2 separate regions of the Ovis aries genome follow, and region 1 is linked to region 2. A link is a contact called in public Hi-C data. All regions are on one chromosome and are shown on one strand. The core of a region is the stretch at or near the end of the contact, and the rest is flanking DNA. Distances in the headings are between cores, read along the strand shown.

Region 1 (7,184 bases), core at 2,107-4,606, 60 kb after region 2:
TTTGGCTGGTGGCTGTATGTTTCACGATGAGAATGGTGTTTACTGAATGCTAGGCATGGTTCTAAGTACCATCATACATCATCTCATTTAACAAAATGCTCAGGTCCTTCTTTCGAGTGTCTCTCGAATCCCAAGGAGCGCTGCTGCTTAAGAGCTGGCTTTCCAGAGGGCCCATAAGCAGCCAACAGATATCTGAAGATGAAGGAAGTTATTCAACACAAGGGAGAAACCACTGAGCTGGTTATTTCTTTTCTCTGTACTTCAAGCAAATATGAGTAAAAGATAGAAGATAATTTCAATGTGAAAGGAAAAGGAAACGGTTCAGCAGTTCCAAGAGAAGCAGATCCATTTGAACAAGTGATGACTTTCTCAGTCATGTTAAGAGACGTTAAAATATTTGCATTGGACTTAGTTTACAAAGCACATACAAACATTTGTTATTTGAGGGACTTCCCTGGTGGTCCAGTGGTTGAGAATCTGCCTAGCAATGCAGAGGATACAGGTTTGATCCCTGGTCAGGAAGCTAAGATCCCACATGTCTTGGGACAAGTAAGACTATGCAGCCAAAAGGAAAAAATTGTTATTTGATTCTCAGTGCAGGATTGTTCCCCCTGTGAAATTTGAGTTGCCGTTAATCTGTACATCTAGATAGTAGCAGATCTAGCTCTTCTGATTCCAATAACCTCCCCCAAACACCCCCCCTTTTCTGAGCATCAGTATGAAAATATGATCCAGGAAGTCCTTCCCTCATTCTTAATGAAAAACCCCACAGATAAGCTCAGGCCCAAATGCCTTCTCAACATCATGGTACCAAGTTTGTGTCTTGACCTGTTGGTTCTTGGCCTTGGAGTTAGAGAATCAAACTTTTTCCTTTGAGGTGCAGAGTGGAGGGGTAGAGGAAAAAAAGAAAAACATTGTTGCTGGGAACTTAGCAATATATGATTACACCTGCAGCAAGTAGGAGATGCTACAGAGTGACCCTCCAGATTTGTCTTGACAACATCAGGAAAGGCCAAGGCATTATTCTTTCCAGCTCTGTGATATCAGCAAATAAATTACATACGAAATTTCTTTTCAACTTGCTGAGCAGGTCCACGGTCAGTACAAAGACCCCCAAGTGCCCACAGTGGTCTGTAACTTCTGAAGCATAAAGGTGACATTTATAACAACAGGTTTAGGTTGAGTTCAGTATGAGTTCCTGCCAAGTGTATGCCTGGAAACTGTGTCGTAAAATGGATCACTATTACATAGACTGGTTTTCCTTAGGGGGCAAGTGGAAGTGACATGACTGGGCATCAAATCAATCCAGATTTACCCAGCAGTATGTCATCAATATCAAAAATAAAATAATGGCAACCCTTTGAAGTAATAAAATTCTGTTTCATATCCTGCCAAATGGATGTAATGATGCTGTGTCTGCTGGTTAAACAAAGGGTCCTAAAGTCCATGTTAACTCAGTAGTGAGAGATGTCAGGTCTACATTCTCAATAGAAAGGAATGCCACATGCACAGTGGGGAATGCTTGGCTGGAAAGTAGTTTATGTCAAAAAATAAATAAATAAATAAGGGCTTGGGTTGATAAGTGGGCCATTCTGGTCAGCCACCAGGTTCCAGGAGGCCCTGCTGAGTTAGCTGTTCCATGGTCAAGTCTGGCATGATTGGAGATGCTCATGTGTTGGGAAGGAGCCGTTCTCCTTCCTGGCAGCATATACCCTGAATGCGGGGACTGCCCTGGAGTGGGTGAGGATGCGCCAGGACTGTGCATAGCAGTGTCCCTGAACTCAGAAATGAATACATGCCTGGAGGAGTGTTCTATACAGTGAATTAATTAAAGTAAATGAAATATCTGTACTTCAATGAATCTTAAAGATGTCAAATTAAAAAAGCAAGTTGCAAAAGAACATGGAAGTTAGAAAACCATTTGTGTACCTTTTTTTAATTTGCAAAGCAAATACAGTGAAAGTGTAAAACATGGATGGGAGAAGTTTATATCAACCTCAGGGTTGAGGGATGGAAATGTTAAGATGAAGAGCTCTTATTATATTGAAAATATTTTCTTTCATTTTTTAATTAAAAAATATGTAAGGTACAGACAGTAAAAATTGGCATCTATTAACTCTGAGTAATGGGTTCATGGGTATGTATTGTATTATGTTCTGTACTTTACTGTATGGTTGAAATGTTTCATGACTTTAAAAGAAAGTATTTTAAGCATATAAACATGGCTGACTAAAATATAAAAAGCTTTAGTTTCCCTCAAATTTATTTTTATGTATATTATGAAAATAATACAGTTTGAGAGAGAAATTTCGGAAAATTAGAAAAAAATAAATTACTCAGAATCTCATCATCCAAAAACAATCATTGTTAATGTGTTGGTATATTTCCTTCCATTTTGTTTCTTTGTGTGGGTGGATGTGTATTTAAACACACTTCTATAGCATCTTGGGTACACATATTGAATGCTGCCTTTTTCACTCATTATAGCATCACCCCTGTTCCCTGTTGAGACTTAGCCTCCATGAACATCATTTCTACCGATTTCTAAAGATCTTTCACAGCTTCCTGTTCTCGCACAAACACAGTTCTGAACATTCAGGAGTCACACAGTCACATTGCCTTTTGATTATCGTAAACATCATCCTTCTGAAAGCCTCCGGAACAGGATTGGGTCATGCTCTGCTGTTGATTTCTATAAGGCTGTTTTGTGTGGGATGACAGTAAAAAGGTCCGTCACATCTGTGATGCCACATTCCCGTGAAGACTGAGCTTGTCGGCATTCATTCCGTGGGTGGGAGCTGTGCATATTTTAGAGGCCAGCTCTGTGTGTATCTTGCCTGGGAGGAAACCAGCGCTTATGCATCCAGCATCTGCTCTGGGCTCCAAACCTGCAGCTGAAGGAATGTTTACTCCTGTTAAACTTGCTTTGAGGCCTGAGGTAACAGCAGTAATGACTATTCCAGCTATTTATATGCCCTTTGCAGCTGATAGTTGCTCTCACATCCATTGCCACCTGACCTTCTCTGAGCCTCCAGAGGCAAGGTGCAGAGCAGAGTAGACACACAGGATTACAACCAGTAAATGTGATAGTCAGGACCACTGTTGGATGCTTCTGACTCCTTCCAGAACACTTTTCAGTTACCATCCTTGGACCCAGGCAAGAGGAGTCTCTGCCATGAGCTCTGGACTCCAGGTGACCTCCAGGCCCAGAGCCCACTGTCCCAAAATCCTGGACTATACTCTGGGGCCCTGGAATCCACTGACAAAGGGTCTCAGCACTGCCAGGGCCTATATTAGCCTGTATCTGTCTGCTTGGGGGCCAGACCCCCACTGTGTGCATACCAAGCCCCAGGGCAGCATCTTGCAGGGGTGAGCAGAGCTTAGATCTGCAGCTGCAGAACAGATCCAGGGTTGCGGGGTGTGGGCTGGAGGCAGACGCAGAGGCCAAAATCTCCTGCAGTCTCAGAACTGCAAGGACTCACAATTGCGAACTCAGGCCTAGCCTTCTCAGTCATTATGAAGTTGTATCTGTTACAGTAGGTGCCTAGCATATATTCTATGTAACAGTTTGTTAGCTTGATCTGAGCCAACCTAGAGATTCAGCAGGTAGATCTTTTCTACTCTCAGAAACCCACAGATATTAAGAACTGTCTTGGCTCTCTTATTCCACTGTGCTGTTTCCAGGTTCCCTTCTTTTTGACGCAAGGCCACAGATGGACGAGGGAGTGCAAAGGAAAACAATCTAGAACCCCAGAAGAAGTAAAACAGTTTAGTGTGTAAAATCCCAATATACCAGACACCCCCGTGTCCACACATAAAAGCAAGAAATGCATTTCAGGACAAAATAGACTACAACCACCTGCTGTGAGGGTGAATCAGCCTGGCACCATCCAGCCAAATCCGAAATAGAAGCCAGCTAGTAAAGCTACAATCTGGTACTCTTCCCCTTCCTACATCTCTCTGCCTCCCACATCACGGGTCCTACGTGTGAACCGAAGAACTAGCACCCTCTGTTGGTTACTTCAAGTTATGAAAAAAGTCAGGCCCCTGCATCTCCCGGGACAACAGGGCAACAAGTCTCACCCACCCAGCCAGGGTCAGCATGGAAAATCAGTGTTGCAAGAGCTTTCATTTTATTTGTTTGTTGGCCACTGAACTAATTTTTTTCACTTCCTTATTCCCCAATATTTCTTATTTGTGATGAAGGATTTAACTGAATAGAGAAGCATGAAATCATCAAGACAGTTTCATTGTGCTGATTTCCTCCCATACAGAAAACAGAGATAAACAACTAAATTCTGAATAATTACACACACATATTAGGGCAAAACTTTACAAAGTGATACTTTTGACTTTCACAGCCATCCAACAAGGTAAAGACTCTGCATCAAAATATTTTAAAAATGATAGGGATAATGTTAATCACTCAGTCATGTCCAACTCTTTGCAGCCCCATGGACTGTAGCCTGCCAGGCTCCTCTGTCCGTGGGATTCTCAAGGTAAGAATACTGGAGTGGATTACCATTCCCTTCTCCAGGGGATCTTCCCGACCCAGGGATCAAACCCTGGGTAGTTTTTCACTGATAAATCAGACAAGGACCTAAAATGCTATTTCAAACAAGTCAAATGGAAATAATGTTCTTGGAAAAACTGAAAACAAAGATAACGATTTGAAAATGTCTATAAAAACTTTGACCAGAATTACTAAACGAAATGTGAGAGAATAAAACAAAACAATATATTCAAATTAATATTTTATTCATTATGGTTTACATATATATCTGTAACTAAAATAATGTTATAACTTCATTATGGTTTACATGTATATCTGTAACTAGATAATATTACAAATAATATTATAAAATTACCTAATCTATATATTCAGGGCTTCGTTTGTGGCTCAGCTGGTAAAGAATCCACCCACAATGCAGGAGACCTGGGTTCGATCCCTGGGTTGGGAAGATCCCCTGGAGAAGGGAAAGGCTACCCACTCCAGTATTCTGGCCTGGAGAATTCCATGGACAGTATAGTCCATGGGGTCGCAAAGAGCTGGACACAACTGAGCAACTTTTACTTCACTTAACTCATATATCCAAGTTGGTCAGAAATCATTTGGGGTGAATCATCACATTGGGAAGTAGAGGCTGAGGAAACACACTAAGTGGTTTTTCCAAAGCACCGAGCCACAGCCCAAGATGAGGAAGAAGCAGGCTTGCGTGTTGGGTCCACAGTCATGATGAAGGTTACACACTGGCTCCTGTGTGTAACCCAGGAGCTCCAGCTCCTCGCAGTTTCCCGAACACTGCTGCACTTGGACCTCCCTGCCTCCTATGTGGGAGTCAGTGGTTGTCCTGAATATCCACCGGAGGACCCAGTGTCTCCCCATGCAGCGACTCACATGTGGGTAGAAATGTAACCAGATGGCTTCTCCCATCTCCCTCAGGCAGCACTCGTTGGAGGCACCACAATGATCATCGGCCATGTCCTGCCTGACAAGGAGACGTCCCTTGTGGAAGCCTACGAGAAGTGCCGGGGTCTGGCCGACCCCAAGGTTTGCTGTGACTATGCCCTCCACGTGGGGATCACCTGGTGGGCTCCCAAGGTAACAGTGCTGGGCGGAACCCTGAAAGGAGAACCAGTGCTCTTGTTGGCGGAGGGGCCATTTAGTGAGAGCCAGCTGTGGGTGACACTCTCCTACAGTGAGGAATGCCCCTCCCGCCAGCATCCTAACTCCCCCAAATGCTAAACCAAAGAGCACTTAAGATTTTATGTGGCGGGGGCTGTCTTGCCTAATTTAAAGAGCCAGTTTTCCAGCACATACACAGGAAGCACCAGCTCCTTGCTCTGACCACCAGGCCCTGATGCTTTACATTAGGTACCACTGACACCAAAGGGGTCACTGCTGAGTAGCGGGGTCAGCCCCCAGGATCGAATCATTTTGTGCTGGAAGTAACAGCACTGAGGTCTCAGAACAGAGAGTCCTGTCCTGACTCTGCCACCTGGTAAGAATGGATCTTACCATCTTACCCAGAAAGAATGGGTGCTTGTTTTCTGCTGGGCCCCAGCTCCTGCTCTAAGTGCCCTGAGGCCACCTCCCACCGGGCCCTGTCTCAGTTCAGCCTCTGTGCCCCTGGCTACCCTGGCCTCCCATTGCCCAGGCTCCAGGGCCAGAGTCTAAGCCCTGCTCCTTGGCTTCCCACTTCCTTGTTCTTCCTGAAAACAGATTCACAGGCATTTAGACTTTGCTTCACTTCTGGAGTTTTTACTGCTTATTGCCCCCGGGGAAGCAGCCTGAGTATTCATTCTTTCATCAAGTGTTCATCAATCATGAGCCAGTACTTGAGTGGGTGCCCTGGGATCTTAAAAATAACAAGCATTAAGAGATTTTACCAAGTTCTCCAGTTGGGGACCCTGATCTAAAGAGGCTGACTCCCTTCTGAGCTGGTAACTGAAAGCCTGACTGCATTTCTGTCCTCGAGTACAAGCTGTGATTGTGAAATTCACCCAGTCTTGCCCATTACTTCCAAAAGGGTGCTCATGAAAGGCTGCAGAGCCACCCACCTCCCACATGAAGACTCCCCTCCTGGTACCGGGCAGAAGATGCCATCTATACTGAATGCCAGCCATCCCTTATCTTAGATGGAGGTTTTGTCCAATTTGGACACCCTCCTGGTTGGGTGACCCCGACCCCTTCTACCCTGAGCCTCTCTCCCTTCCCTCCCCCAGCAAGGGACTGGAATCAAGGATCCACTCAGATCCTCAACATTGAGGCCAAGCCAGTCATCCATAACTCCCCAGAGATTGTGGGGACTTTCATGTATCTAGAATTTTAAATTCTTTTCTATGGTAATCAAAAAATTTTTTCTAATCACAGATTTTAAAAATAGAAAAGAAAGGAAGCTCATAATCCAGTCACCCCCAGTACAATGACCATTGCTATTCTAGCTCATTTCTTTCTGGTCTCTTTCATACCTGCTTTTTACATAGTAACTCTTCTGCTTTAAGTATGAGCTTCTCCATTTGGCTGCATGGTCTTCATGACCATCAAGCTATGGCCACTTAGTGTTCTGTCAAGTAGATGAATCGCAATTTATTTACCTATCGTCAGACCAGTGTTTCTTCCATTTTTTAACCTAGTATAAATAGTACTGGGATCAATCTCCTTATTCACATAGCGTTATTTC
Region 2 (7,084 bases), core at 1,211-3,710:
ATCCCATGGACAGAGGAACCTGGCGGGCTGCAGTCTATGGGTCGCACAGAGTCAGACGTGACTGAAGCGATTTAGCACACACACATGGTCCCCACACTCTGGGGAGCTAAGGCTCAAATGGACCAAGTAACTTTCTCAAAGTCAAGTATCCGGAAAGTAGAGCAAAGATTCCAACCTAGAAATGTGTGAACCCCAAGCCCTGTTTTCCTTCTACTTTCCAAGAGACAGAGCCTAAGTTAAAAATACATAGAACTAAAATCAACTATGGGGACCATTTACAACCTCATGTTTGAATGTGACTTTCAGCAATGCCTGAGGCCAACAAAGAACCTCTAGGCAGCTGTTTTCTGACCTGGGGAGGCAGGCCCACCCAAGACAGCAAAGAAGCAGAAGTCCAAACGTGAGGTCCATTAAATGCTGCAGAGAAAGTTTACTGCCACTAGAGGGCTCCCTCCTCCTTAGGCAAAAAGTGCAGCCTGGACCGTGCAAGTGCACCCCGCTGCCCTGCGCCAGATCCACTCCACCTCCCTCAAGTTCAACTCATTTTGCCCAAATCCCTGGGACAGCAGCAGAAGTTGGCCAGCCTAGGGAAATCCCTTGGTACTTCCCCAAGCTGGAGCAGTGGCGGAAGGAGGAGCCATTTGCCCCATGTTTTCACAAGCACATTCCATCCTCTTCTGGGTTGGAAATGCTTTGAGGTCGTCAGTTAAAGCTCCAATATTTTGTCCACCTGATGCGAAGAGCCTACTCATTGGAAAATACCCTGATGCTGGGAAAGATTAAGGGCAAGAGGAGAAGGGAGGTGACAGAAGATGAGAAGGTTGGATGGTATCACCTATTCAATGAACATGAGATTTTGGAAACTCCAGGAGATAGTGATAGCCCAGGAAGCCTGGTGTGCTGCAGTCCATAGAGTCTCAAATGGTTGGACATGACTTGGAGACTGGACAGCTAACAACTAACAATGCTCAATGGGGGCCGGGGTGGGTTGGGGGCGGGGGGATGGAAGTTGGTCTCCCTGCATAAGCTCAGGATGTGAGAGGGAGTGGAAAAGTAAACCTTCCTCCCAGGAAAAGTGGAGGCTCTGTGGTGGTAATCCAGAAGTGAGGTCCAACTGCCAGCCTAGTGGGCTGCAGGCTCTGAGCCTACAGCAAAGGAGCACAGAGCAAGTGACCCAATGAGACCTCACTTCCGTGGGCCCTCTGGAGGCCAGGCACCCTCAGATTTTGCTGAGACAGGGTCGGGGTGTGGTGGTCGGTGGGAAGGCCTTCTGGTGTAATGAAGCACAGTTTTGTTTGAAAATATCCTGCCAGGAGAAACATCTCTTGGGGCCATGGTTGTGCAGCTACAGTCAGGGAACTCCCCCATCTTCACCACTTCCCAGGGGCCCTCCTGGGGAGGTGCTTCTGCAGCAGCCCCTTGGGGTTCCCTCAGGTTGGAATGAGGACTCAGTGCTGCATTTTAACACTGTATCAACAGCAACGCATTAAGTTCAGGCAAATTACTGAACTGTATCTAAGCTATTATTACAACTACAGGAAAGAACAGATAACCGGTAAAGGGTTGAGAGGCTATTTGGAAGGAGGTAAAGGCCTGGTGATCCTCCCCTTTTTAGACTTGTTGATTTTGTTAGATTATGTGTGTATGCAAAAGTTGAAGAAAAAGGGTGAAGCGAAGGTAAATTGAGTTACAAAACATTTCCAAAGGCTTCACCATGCCCTGATAGGAGGTTTCAAGAAACTGGACGGGCAGCTTGGACCAGAGAGCCCTGGATGGAGAAGCGGTAGCCGAGAGCATGAACTCCGGGTTCGAGGCCCCAGAAGGAACAGATGCGAACTGAGGTGGCCCCGCGTGGCCGATCACGTTGTACATGGGAACATTTTCCTATAACTACATCCCGCCCTCTCCATCCTACAATTCCGCTGGGCACCCAGGGTAGGATTGGATCTTGGCGGTAATCAGGCGGCCTTAGCCCGGCCTGCAGAGAAGGACAGGGCCGGCAGCAGCCAGCAGCCGAGGAGAGGCGACGAGGACATTGTTCCAGCCTCTCGGGTGGGGTCTTGTGGGGGGAGGGGACGCGGTAGCCGTCCCAGGGGACCCGTGCATCAGCGCGTCCAAGCGCCTGGGCTTTGTGAAGTGTCTTGAGTCACCATGGAAATCCGAAGGAACGCGGAGAATGGCACCCGGGGGTCGGCTGGTTCTCGGGCCGCGCCCTTCCTCCCCTCTCGGACCCTGGCCCCTCGGCAGGGCCTGTCGGGAGTTGTAGTCCCCAGGCGGTGGCCGCGCGCGCCGCCGAGGATGCAGGGCGCCGCCGGTCCCCGCCTCCCCCTAACCTGCTAGCGCGAGGTGGGGAGTGCTGGGGAGGAGCTGTCGCTCCCATGATTGGCGGAGGCCTCCTCCAGCCCCCACCCAAGTCCCCTCCCCCGCTCGCCGCTTCGGACTTCGGAGCCCCCGCGCGCCAAGGCGGCTATCGAGCGAGCGCGCGTGCAGCCGCGCCGCCCAGAGCACCCGCAGCGCCGGCGCCGCGGCGAGACAGGAGGAGAACCCACCCACCGACAGAACCCCGCAGCCGCGGCATCCCGGAGGAGTGGGTGATGGCAGGGCGGGCGGTGGGCTTATTCTCCCCGGGCTGGGACGTCCATCTCACACAATCTGTTTCTCTGGGAGGGGCACAATAGAGCTGGGGTCGGAGTGCGCCTAGGGAACCGGCTGCTGGGAACGCGGCGGGAGGTGTGGTTTGGAATTCGGGGCAGCCTTTTCGGGCTAAACTGGGACCCGAATCGGTTCCTCTTTGTAAGCCCACAGAGCTCCCGGAGCGCCGAGCGGTACCTTATTCATAGTAGGCGTTTAATAGATGCTCGTGGGATTGCAAAGAACTGGGGTGAGGAGGCTGGCTTGGTGGAAGGGTTTCGCTCCTAGGACACAGTAGACGCCCAGCCTCGTCGAGGTGCAGTGAATGACTGGAGGGCTGGGCGGGGGCTTCTCTGGCCGTGGGCCCGTCCTGCCCAATACCTTAAATCGGCGCCGTCCTCTGCCCGCGCGGATCACCTCCCGCCTCCCCCCCGCCCCCCGCCCGCCCCACGCCCCCGGCATACACACACACCCTCTGTCCCTCTCGCCTCCGGCTTGGAGTTTGCCCAGTCTGGACCGGACCCAGCGGCCCGTCCACGTCCGGCTAACGGGTAGACTATTCGCCGGCCGCCTCTGGAGGCACCTGTCTGAACCACAAAGACCGCCTTTCGCTGCCCAGCCCAGAGCGGGCGCCAAGCGGAGTCCCTTCGCCCGAGCCCAGCGCGGGAGCGCTCCCGGGGGCATCGATCTTGGCGGGCGACGCCCCAGACCGGGGGAGGAGGCAGGAGTCAGAGTTGGAGAGGAGCTGAGATGGAGAGGCGGAGGCGAGGCCTCCGTTTGAGCAAAGATGCGAACATAGGGATGGGTGGGAGCACGGGGAACTGGAAACAGGTTTGAGGAAAGAGAAGGGTCTGAGCAGGGAGGGTCGGAGCTCGGAGCAGGTGGCGCGAGGCGAGGCTGGGGCTGATGAAGGATGTGGAGGGGAGGAGGGATGCGGGAGGGTGGAGACTGCCTGGGTTAGAGAAGAGTAGACGCTGGGGAGGAGGAGACCCACGCGATGAGAGGGAGGGGTCTCCCTGGGGAGGGAGGTCTCCAGGGAAGGGAGGGGCAGGCAGCTGGGGGGTGGGGGGAGGCGGGTCTCGGCCCGAAGACCCTCAGCCCAGGCGAGGGGCCCGGCGGTCCTGTGGCTGGCTGGGCGTGGCTCTTGGACCGGGCGACGGACTCGGGATGGCGGATCGGGGACCGAGCCGGCTGTCCCTGTGAGGAGCTTTGTCTCCCGGCTTGACACCAGCCCTTAGGGACTCGTTTAGGGTTTTGTGATAATCCGCAGCGCCACAGGCACACCCTTTTCTTCGCAGAGCTGAAAGGCTTGGTCCAGCGGCAGGTGATGCCAGGGAGGCGAAATGGGGGCCGCTTCCCTCCCGGGAGGCCCGGAGAACAATAGCCGGCACTGGTGTCCTCCGCACCAGGAGCTAGGGCACCCCTGGAACTCGAGTGTGCAGTTTTCTGGTGCAGAAAACCCTCCCGGAGAAATCAAAGGGCACGTGCTCTTCTCTTGGGGTTTGTGTTAGGGCAACAAACCCCACTGGTAATTCTCTGATGTGAGTCGCGCATCCCGCCCCCCAGACTGTGGGACCCGCAGACAGACGCCGCCCCTGGCTTTGGTACCTTCTGGCTGCGGCACCGCCCCCTGCCCCTTGCTGCTGACCAACCAACGAGACGGTCGGGGTGGGGAAAGACCTGTGGAGGTCGCCTCGGTACGGAGCGGGCTCCCTGAGTAGCCCGCTTTGTCTGAAGAGGCGGACGCCTGCGCTGTGCGTTCTTAGAGGGAGCAATCAGGGCTGGTGCGGTTTCTGACAAAATGGAAGAGACGCAGTCGTAGAGATTACCCGCTGTGGGTGCAGCTCCTGGTCTTAAAGCCGGCAGCTAGGGGACCAGTGCTTCCCTTTGCCGGTGACCACACCCAAGCCAGTGTATCCATCCTTTGCAGATTTCACTTGTAGTGTCTGCTGACCTAAGAGAGGGACAACTCTGTGATAGGAGGCGTCTCCTTGCCCATGGGAAAGCAGATGGACAGAAATGGAAACACAAAAAGGACTCAACAGAGCTTTGCTTGCATTCAGTCTTGCTTGCTTGGTGTCTTTCACACCAGGCTAGCAGCGTCTTAACATGTGAGATGACAGCCAGAAGCCAACATTCAGTTTTACAGATTTTCTTTGATGATTGTTTAGTTGATATTAAAGGTAGACTCTTTAGCATAGACTTATACTTTTAAATGGTCATTCATTTTAAAAAGACAAAACAAACAAAAAGCAAGACAGAAGCATTTTTATTCCAAGAGTGAAGGAAGAAGCTTGGCTCAATGACGAGCAGACCATCATAGGAAAAATCGCTGTGACATATTTGGCCTGAAGTTGACTGATGAGCCTTTGGGCTCTCATAACCTGGCTTTGAAACCTCAAGATTTTACTCGGATTGATGGACTGTGATGTGACTGTCAGCTATTCCCCAGCACATATGGTAGCTGACAGTGTGAATTCTTCCTACCTGGGCTATACACAGCAGTAGCAACAGTAGGCTATGTCCTGATACTTTTATTAAAGGAGGATGCTTTGTAGAGGTGCCTCTCAGTATTTACAAAGGACTAGCTGGAATGTTGTTCATTGGATGTGTTTAACTAAAATAATAGGCCTGTCTATCTCCAGGGTAAGTGAAAACCAGGAATCTCTATATTGGATCCCTGGTGGCTCAAACAGTAAAGAATCTGTCTGCAATGTGGGAGCTAAGTTGCTTCAGTCGTGTCCAACTCTGTGCGACCCCATAGACAGCAGCTGACCAGCCTCCACCGTCCCTGGGATTTTCCAGGCAAGAACACTGGAGTGGGTTGCCATTTCCTTCTCCGATGCATGAAAGTAAAAAGTGAAAGTGAAGTCGCTCAGTCGTGTCCGACTCTTCGCGACCCCATGGACTGCAGCCTACCAGGCTCCTCTGTCCATGGGATTTTCCAGGCAAGAGTACTGGAGTGGGGTGCCATTGCCTTCTCCAGCAATGTGGGAGACCAGGGTTCAATTCCTGGGTCGGGAACATCCCCTGGAGAAGAGAATGGCTACCCACTCCAGTATTCTTGCCAAGAGAATTCCACGGACAGAGGAGCCCAGAGTAAGTGAAAAGCAAGAATCTCTATATTAGAACACCCAAAATCTGGTACTAAAGGTCTTTTTCTTATGAAAAAAACTTCCAGTGAGACGTATTTTGTTGGTTTATTCTTCTTGAAAGAATTTTATGGACTTAAGGGTGTAATCCTATTATTTTAGAGCACTATGTGAACATCCAATCCAATTTTTTCCTCATGGGGAGTCAATTCATAGATCAGGAATATTAGTATTACCAGCCCATTTCTGCAGTATCCTCCTACCTGCCCTGTGAAAATGCCTGGGAGACAGATAGGAGAGGCAGGTGGCCATAGAAAAGGACGCTATGTCCCTAGATTCTAGAGTGCCCACATGGGCAGCATGTGAGATCTTAGTATCCTGACCAGGGGTCAAACCAGCACCTCCTCTAGCGGAAGCATGGAGTCTTAACCACTGGCAACAGAGAAGTCCACAGAGTGCCATTCGTAACTCCCATCTCCCTGACTTTGGGAGCCTCAGCTAGGTATACAAAAGATGTTTGTGGGACATGAACACTTGGCTGTTGTCAACATAGCCTCTTCAGATTTAAGTCAGGGTAATAGTATTCTAAATACATTGCATGTTTCCACCACTGGAAGCAGTTACCCAGCAAGGCAAGTGTGTAAAATTGGCCAAAGTCAGGTTTGAGGACTTGTTTAGGCTTCATCGGGCTTCCCTGGTGGCTCAGAGGTTAAAGCGTTTGCCTGCAAGGCGGGAGACCCGGGTTCAATCCCTGGGTGGGGAAGATCCCCTGGAGAAGGAAATGGCAACCCACTCCAGTATTCTTGCCTGGAAAATTCCATGGATGGAGGAGCCTGGTAGGTTACAGTCCATGGGGTCGCAAAGACTCGGACTCGACTGAGCGACTTCACTTCACTTCTTCTAGAGAAGAGCAATAATACAGGAAACCTTTGTCAATGTGAAAACCTGTAAGGAGAAGCAGGTATAAAATGAAATCAAATGAGAGTAAACAAGTAAGAAGGTAACTGATTTTCCTGTACTACTAGCAAACAAATAGGAAATAATTTCAAGGTCACTTTGTCTTACATTTTTATATGAAAATGAAAGGTGCAAATACTGTGGTATGACTCTTTAATGAACACTGATGTTTATGTATAAAAGCAGACACATTATATACTTAAAAGAGTATTTTATATGGTTTGTTCTATTTCAATCTTGGAAATTTCTTCCATCTAAAATAAATGGACTTAACCATAGCATCTCCTGACCCTCTCACCCTCTCCCATCAATCACAGCCCAGTTCTATGCTGTTCTTTTGCCTCCTCCCACATGGGCTCCCTCCTTACAATCCAGACTCAGAAGCAATGTACACAGGAAGGAGA

Evidence for each region. A called contact is a pair of places that touch in the nucleus more often than the background predicts.
Region 1: a contact with region 2 is called in a Hi-C map of hypothalamus, with 5 times the contacts expected there. The contact joins the enhancer-like site here to the promoter of DPYSL5 in region 2. A contact is called at or near these places in 8 of 16 Hi-C or Micro-C datasets (hypothalamus, liver, muscle and 3 more).

What each region holds. Positions count from the first base shown.
Region 1 is chr3:34,005,830-34,013,013 of ARS-UI_Ramb_v3.0, forward strand. DPYSL5 (dihydropyrimidinase like 5) reads left to right here. Exons shown (of 13, transcript XM_004005741.5): 3 at 5,444-5,602. Among named protein-coding and RNA genes, the nearest start is that of MAPRE3, 49 kb to the right of the region's middle. Within about 2 kb of position 3,357, at least 10 of the 54 cell types and tissues checked have an H3K27ac peak or open chromatin away from gene starts, as enhancers often do. A contact at or near this core is called in hypothalamus, where this site is marked.
Region 2 is chr3:33,946,447-33,953,530 of ARS-UI_Ramb_v3.0, forward strand. It overlaps DPYSL5 (dihydropyrimidinase like 5), which reads left to right and starts at 2,461. Exons shown (of 13, transcript XM_004005741.5): 1 at 2,461-2,587.